Regions from separate parts of the Zea mays genome. Here region 1 is linked to region 2. The links are chromatin contacts, called in public Hi-C maps. All regions are on one chromosome and are shown on one strand. The core of a region is the stretch at or near the end of the contact, and the rest is flanking DNA. Distances in the headings are between cores, read along the strand shown. Region 1 holds the start of LOC103626853 (outer envelope protein 80, chloroplastic). Region 2 holds the start of LOC103626849 (copper-transporting ATPase HMA4).

Region 1 (3,063 bases), core at 301-2,800, 320 kb after region 2:
GACCCGGCAAACGTCAAATAAAAAAGACCAAAGAGAGTACGAAACAAGATATTCCATACAACCATCTAATACCATAATCACCAAATAAAAGATCAAAAAGTTGCGACCAAATAAACAAGATCACATGGCTAGAAATTAAGTTTGAGATTGAGACTCTGTGGAGAGAGCTTTCTCATCTATGAATATCATTAAAATTGGGTTGCGTAATAAGACAGGAGATGAATGGCTTAACCATCGTATGATTTCCTTCAAGTCGCGTTCTTAATATGATTTCCTTTAAGGTTCTGGAGTAAGAAGCACTGATGTTGATGTTGACATGATACATTTGGAAAGAGCTACATCATAACTTGTATGTCATCTTTAACATCTATGACAACATTGTTTCGACGTACAATTTTTCTTTATATGTTATTATTAAAGTTTATGATCGTTTCGGTCGGCCCGGGTCTTAGCCAATTTCTGGGTCCGCCACTGGCCTTGATGATACCCCTAATTATGGTCCCCGACAAGATTGTACTATTCGCAGAGTGAAGTTTGAATATAGGTATGGGTATATGTAAGTTGCTCGCGATAGCCTAAGAACTATGGGCTGAGAACGAAAAGTTAGAACTTGGATGCGAGCGGATGAACAAGGATGAGAAGAGCAAAATGAAAATAGAACATTCATTTCAGAACCCTAGCGAAGGGGTAAAATGGGAATCTAGAGAAAGGAAGAGAAAGTGGTGTTCATACTACCAATCTGACGAGCGTGCTGACCTGGATACCAATCTAGCGAAGAATCAGCTTCGGAATATTATAATGGCGAATTTCTCGGTAACCGCATAGGAAGATCGAACGACTCATTTTGGCCTCCCACTATAGGTGTATATTCGGCTGGCCCGACCCAAGCCCGAAATGGCGCGGTCCATTTAAATTTCGGGTTGGTCTAGCTCGTTTGAATTTTGGGCCGTGTCGGGTCGGCTCACGGACGGACACGTAATTGTTTAAACGTGCCGGACTCATTTTGAGCGGCTCGAAATTATAAAAAGCCCGAAATTCAAATTTTGGCCCAAATTTACATGAGAGCCCGAAATTTACACCTGAGCCCAAAATTCAAAACAAATTTAATAAAAAAAAAGTTAAGACAAATAAATTTGACCAAAAGCAAACTTAATATTTGTATTAAATTACTAGAGCTATGCAATGACAACCTCGTTTAAAAATATTTTGTTAGAAGAAAAAAAGAGTATAATCAGCTCTATACAAAGTTCGTAAGTTTATTCGTTATCTAATGTTCATAACAAAAGTAAAATTATATCACATACTATAATGCAAAGCTAAAAACATGTAAATAACATCATCTATAGCTTCGTTTTTTTATCAAGTACATGAAAATTAGAATGAAGTATGATTTTAATAAATATATGGATATTTTCGTGACTCTATATGGACTATTTCGTGTCTGCCTTAAACAGTACGTGTTCGTACGTATCCATGGCCTACGATTTTAGCCCAAATCTAGTCCGATATTACATATTTTTGTACCGGGCCGTGTTTTTTTTTTCTGCCTCGGATCGGAATGTACACCTACACTCTCGATACGCTCCCACAACCAGTCAGCCACCATCTGCTCCGCATCCTCCTCCGGCGCCCATGGCGGAGGAAACCCTCGCGCCCTCGTCCTCGTACTCGGTCTCGTCGGCAAAGCCCTAAACCCTAGTCGACCTCCATTTCGGAACCCTAGCCTTCCCGCGCCGCCGCCATGGTCCGCAGTTGCGATGTCCGTTTTGTCTCCTCCGGTGTCAAGCTCCCGTGCGAGTCCACCTCCGCGCTGGCCCCGTCCCCGTCCCCGTCTCCGGCACCCGCGCTCCTCTCCGCAGCGCTCCCGTTCGCGCACATCGGCCGCGCCATCGATGCCGCCGCCCGCCGCCTGGGCTCCTGCCTCCCACGCGTCCCTGTTGCGCGGGCCGACCCGGCTCCGTCCCCGCCACGGCGGCACGGCAAGGACGGCGGAGGGCCCGAGGAGCGGGTGCTGATCAGCGAGGTCGCGGTGCGGGGAAAGGACGGGGAGCCCCTGGAGCTGCCCGAGCTGGAGGCCGCGGCCGCCGCGGCGCTGCGCGCGTGCCGCCCCAACGCCGCGCTCACCGTGCGGGAGGTGCAGGAGGACGTGCACCGCATCGTCGAGAGCGGACTCTTCCGATCGTGTATGCCCGTCGCTGTCGACACCCGCGATGGCATTCGCCTCGTCTTTGAGGTCCTTCTATCCTCTTGTTGTCCCCTCTTCCTTTCTTTATTTCCGGAGCTAATGAATGCACAATTTCGTTTCTTCTTTTGGTTTCAGGTGGAGCCGAACCAAGACTTCCATGGGCTGGTATGCGAGGGCGCCAACATGCTACCGTCCAAGTTCATGGAAGATGCATTTCGCGATCGCCATGGTAAACATGTACTCCCTCGTTCACAAATAATGTTTTATTTGTCAACGGATTATGTGCACTGTTGTCGGCACGACCCATTGAATCTTTGGAGTTACAATGCGCAGGAAAAATTATTAACATTAGGCATCTGGATCAAGTGATCAAGTCTGTTAACAGATGGTATCAGGAGCGTGGCCTAACTGGGTTGGTAGGTAATCTGAATTTGTGTTTCCCTGTCACATAGTTGCTTGTGCTAGCTCCTAGGATACCTCATATGTGCACCACACAGAAACCAAGATGAAACTGAAACAATTGGTACTCTGAACCAGAAAACTAAGGTGATAAAGACAGAAAGAAGGGAACAATGAGAATACAGACATGCCTAGTGCGCGCGGATATTGACATACAAAATAGGAACATAGGTAAATTGATTGAAAAGTTGAATGAAATTTGACGTAAACAAAAAAACTTAGGTGAAGGAGAAGATTGTGGACGAAGCTGATTAGGGATTTCCTGATTCCGTTATAGATGAAACCCTGCAAACAAATCAGAATACTCCAGTCGAGAGAGGTGGAGAAGATTGAGGATTAATCTGGTTTTGGGATTTCCTGAATTCAGTATGGTCAAATTCCGCAAACAAATTGGAGTACTCTGGTGAAGATCACAGGCA
Region 2 (3,347 bases), core at 848-3,347:
TCACACCCTCAAGCTTTAGATGCACTTTGTTCACATCATCCCCAGAACTAATGAGATCGGCACCAAATCCAGCATCTTCAACAGCTTCAATTATGCGATCACGACTAGTGACATTTGGATCGTAATGGACCTTGGCTTCCTCTAGAGCAAGACCCACTGCAGCTTTCTTAACTCCAGGTACCATTTGAAGCGCCCGTTCAACAGATTCAGAACAGCTTGTACAAGCCATTCCTTTTATGCGTAGTCTGCACACAGCAATTTCTTGTTCTTGAAGTTCATCAACCTCAAAGTTGAGGTCCTCAATAGCTTCTTTTATGGTTCTTGCCTGAGAAATAAGAATCACAAGTTCACAACAGAAGAAATATGGAAAATAATACCTCAACTGTCACTACTTCATGATATTAATAAACTAAGGAAATTACGACGGCAGCAAAAATAGGCAGGTAAAAGTTATTTATTCAGTTGTGAACCCCAATTGCTAACAATCTTCCTGGCATGGCAAGCACAAATACAGATATTTATAGTGAGCTTCCCATGATTTAGTATCTTGTTATCACAAAATTGGCCCACACAAAAAAAAGATCCATGCTATTCTAAAATGAAAAAAAGGAGCATAAATAGCAAGGCCATGGGCTCATGATAATCTTACATCAGTTTCCTCTGGCCTGTACTGAACCACGGCCTGGCCCTGAAGTGAGGAGACCTGGATGCTCTCCACCCCGTTCAAGCCGGCCACAACGGTCTCAATCGACACGGCACAAGAAGCGCAGGAGATGCCCCGGACACTGAACAGGACCTTCCTCGTCTTCCTCTCCTTCCTTGGAGACGCCCCAGCAGGAGAGGCGCCAGATGTCGTCGGCAGAAGCGGGTCCTTGAGGTGGCTCTCGCCATTCCGCTCCATGCCTGTGGCTGAATTGAAACGCCAAAGATCAACTGCATGTTAGATGTCAGAAGTAGCTGAACACAATCGCTTAGTAGTAGCTCAGTAGCACTATCTGCAATGCAGCACGCCAACACCCCAACCATTGTCATGGTAAATTGCTAATTCAGGAATCATACTTCACCCGCTGACGAAATCTAGGGTCATCATGACACCATCTAGCAACACTAGCGGAGACATGGAACCACAGCTGACGCACATAACTCGCCAACGCCGTACGACACCACGACAGCGAGGGTTCCCTCATTTAGGGGGTGTTTGGTTACACTCCGCTAAAATTTAGCTCATGTCCCATCGAATGTTTGAACCTCCGTTCCGGGTATTAAATGTAGTCGGATTATAAAACTAATTTGTCAGCCGAATATTAAAAGACGAGACGAATCTAGTCTAGTTGGTTAGGTGTATATTTCATACTCCTATTTAAAAGTCAAACGCTTGATGTGATCCGGACTAAACTTTAGCAGGAGCAACCAAACACCCCCTTAATTCTCAGAACGATAGAGAATACAGGAGCTGAAATGACAGCTTTCAGCTTGTGCAGCAAAGGTAACGAGAAACCCGCGCACGCATCGACCGCGGATCAATCAGCCAGCGCTGCGAGTCCACGACCGCGAGAGGCGACGAAAGGAAAACAGACCAGAGAAGACGGGTGGAACAAACGCAAACCTGTGATCATTCAATTGAACCAGAAGCCTGTGGACGAGGCGGCGGAAGCACACGAGCCGGCGCAGGAGGGCGCCCCACCTCGGTCCCGGACGACTGCGGCCGCGGCGAGAAGCTCTCGGCCCCCGGACCCCGCCTGCTGTAGTAGTCTCCCTGTTCCCGCGGCGGGGCGCCTGCCCGGGGTGTGGGGATTTTGAGTTGAAAGAGGAGGGATTGGCAGGTGCCTTGGCGGGCGTAGTGGCATCAGACTATAATAAAGGCGACGCGGAGCAGGGAGCGCGGCGTGAAGCAGGCGGTGGCGGGGTGGAGACGGCGAGGTCGCCTCGCCCTAGCGCGTGCGGCGGTTTGTTTGTTTCTTTCTTTCTTTGTTTACATTTGTTATATATAATAATAAATTTCGTGGGGATTCGGCGTGAATTTGGATGGGAACGCGACGGGTTTTTGTCAGATGCCTTTTGAAATCCCGCACGAGTTTGGTTTGATTTTGGGTTCTTGAGTGCGCGCTCGCTTTCTCCGCCCCTCATTTTTGTCTTGGCTTCCCTCCTCGCCGCGTTTCTAGAGTTTTCCATTCCGCATTGTATGCGGAACTTGAATGATTAGACCAATTGTTGGATTCTAAATTCGAATTGGGACGTCATGAGCGAACGTAGTGGGTTCCGAGATTCAAAACTTGTCGAGAACCAGTGCTGACTTTTTGAACGCGAACCATTTCGTGGGCGGCATCGTTTCGGCCGGCAAAACAAGACAAATAAAAAACACTTTGCGCCTGTGTACTATGTATTATTGTACGAGAAAAAATTATTGTTTATGACTGCGACTTTGATGATCCCGACGTCTAACAGCGTTTATCGTATGTTTTCTGGTAGGGGTATGTTGAGGTTGACTCCATCTCCATCCGGCTGGACAGTTGTGCATCTTCTAATAACTGTAATTAGTTACTCCTTTTCAGATCGGACTTTTGGACCATGTTGATGTTCTTGGTGTGACGGCTTGGCCCTCCGTCCAAAGAAAAACATAAAACTGTGTTTTCAACGAATTAATCAATCTTCAAATAGATTTATATTATACAAACGTATTATGTAATCAGTATAATGATTGTTAATAATGCACAGTACTTATTTATGTCATCGATACAATTTGAGGGCATTAAGTCTTGACAGAGGAGGTTTATATATTTTAAAGGAGACATCCCGTCCACATATCAGATTCAGAAACATCCTTAGTTTTCTTCCCCTTGTTGGCACGTGAATTGGTGCTGGCAGATGCTTTCTTGGTTACTTGCACCTCACCTTCTCTACTGCACTCGAGAATTCAAAACCATCCATAAGACGTGTAAATCAACACAATATAGAGCAAAATTATAGTTGTGAACCAATTTTTTTAGATGAAACATAAGCCAACGCATTTTCTTGGTTCTCTACAAATGATGGTTCAGATTCTAGTTCTTATTATGCATCCAAAATCTGAGGAGTAAAGACGCACAACACAGTTCAACAAAAAATAGCTAACCAGCAAGACTCTATGTTCATATTTGTAGTCATTTTGGATTTGGGGTAGGCCTTCGTCATGAACAGATTGACCCAGCCCAGTACAAATGTACTTAGGATAGATGCAGGGTTCATGTTCAGTTTAGATAGGATGGATTTTCTAAAGCTATATATACATGACCTGACGACCGGCTCCAGATCAAGATGAATTTATAGAGCTAGAGCTCCACCAAACGATTTGACTTACAATCAACTAG

The links. A called contact is a pair of places that touch in the nucleus more often than the background predicts.
Region 1: a Hi-C map of leaf shows a contact between it and region 2, with 8 times the contacts expected there. The contact joins the promoter of LOC103626853 here to the promoter of LOC103626849 in region 2. A contact is called at or near these places in 7 of 25 Hi-C or Micro-C datasets (bundle sheath, ear, endosperm and 2 more).

What each region holds. Positions count from the first base shown.
Region 1 is chr5:124,402,932-124,405,994 of Zm-B73-REFERENCE-NAM-5.0, forward strand. LOC103626853 (outer envelope protein 80, chloroplastic) reads left to right here and starts at 1,551. Exons shown (of 16, transcript XM_008647213.3): 1 at 1,551-2,233; 2 at 2,321-2,414; 3 at 2,519-2,601. The coding sequence starts at 1,742.
Region 2 is chr5:124,081,319-124,084,665 of Zm-B73-REFERENCE-NAM-5.0, forward strand. LOC103626849 (copper-transporting ATPase HMA4) reads right to left here and starts at 2,098. Exons shown (of 9, transcript XM_008647210.4): 1 at 1,607-2,098; 2 at 650-909; 3 at 1-325. The coding sequence starts at 1,616.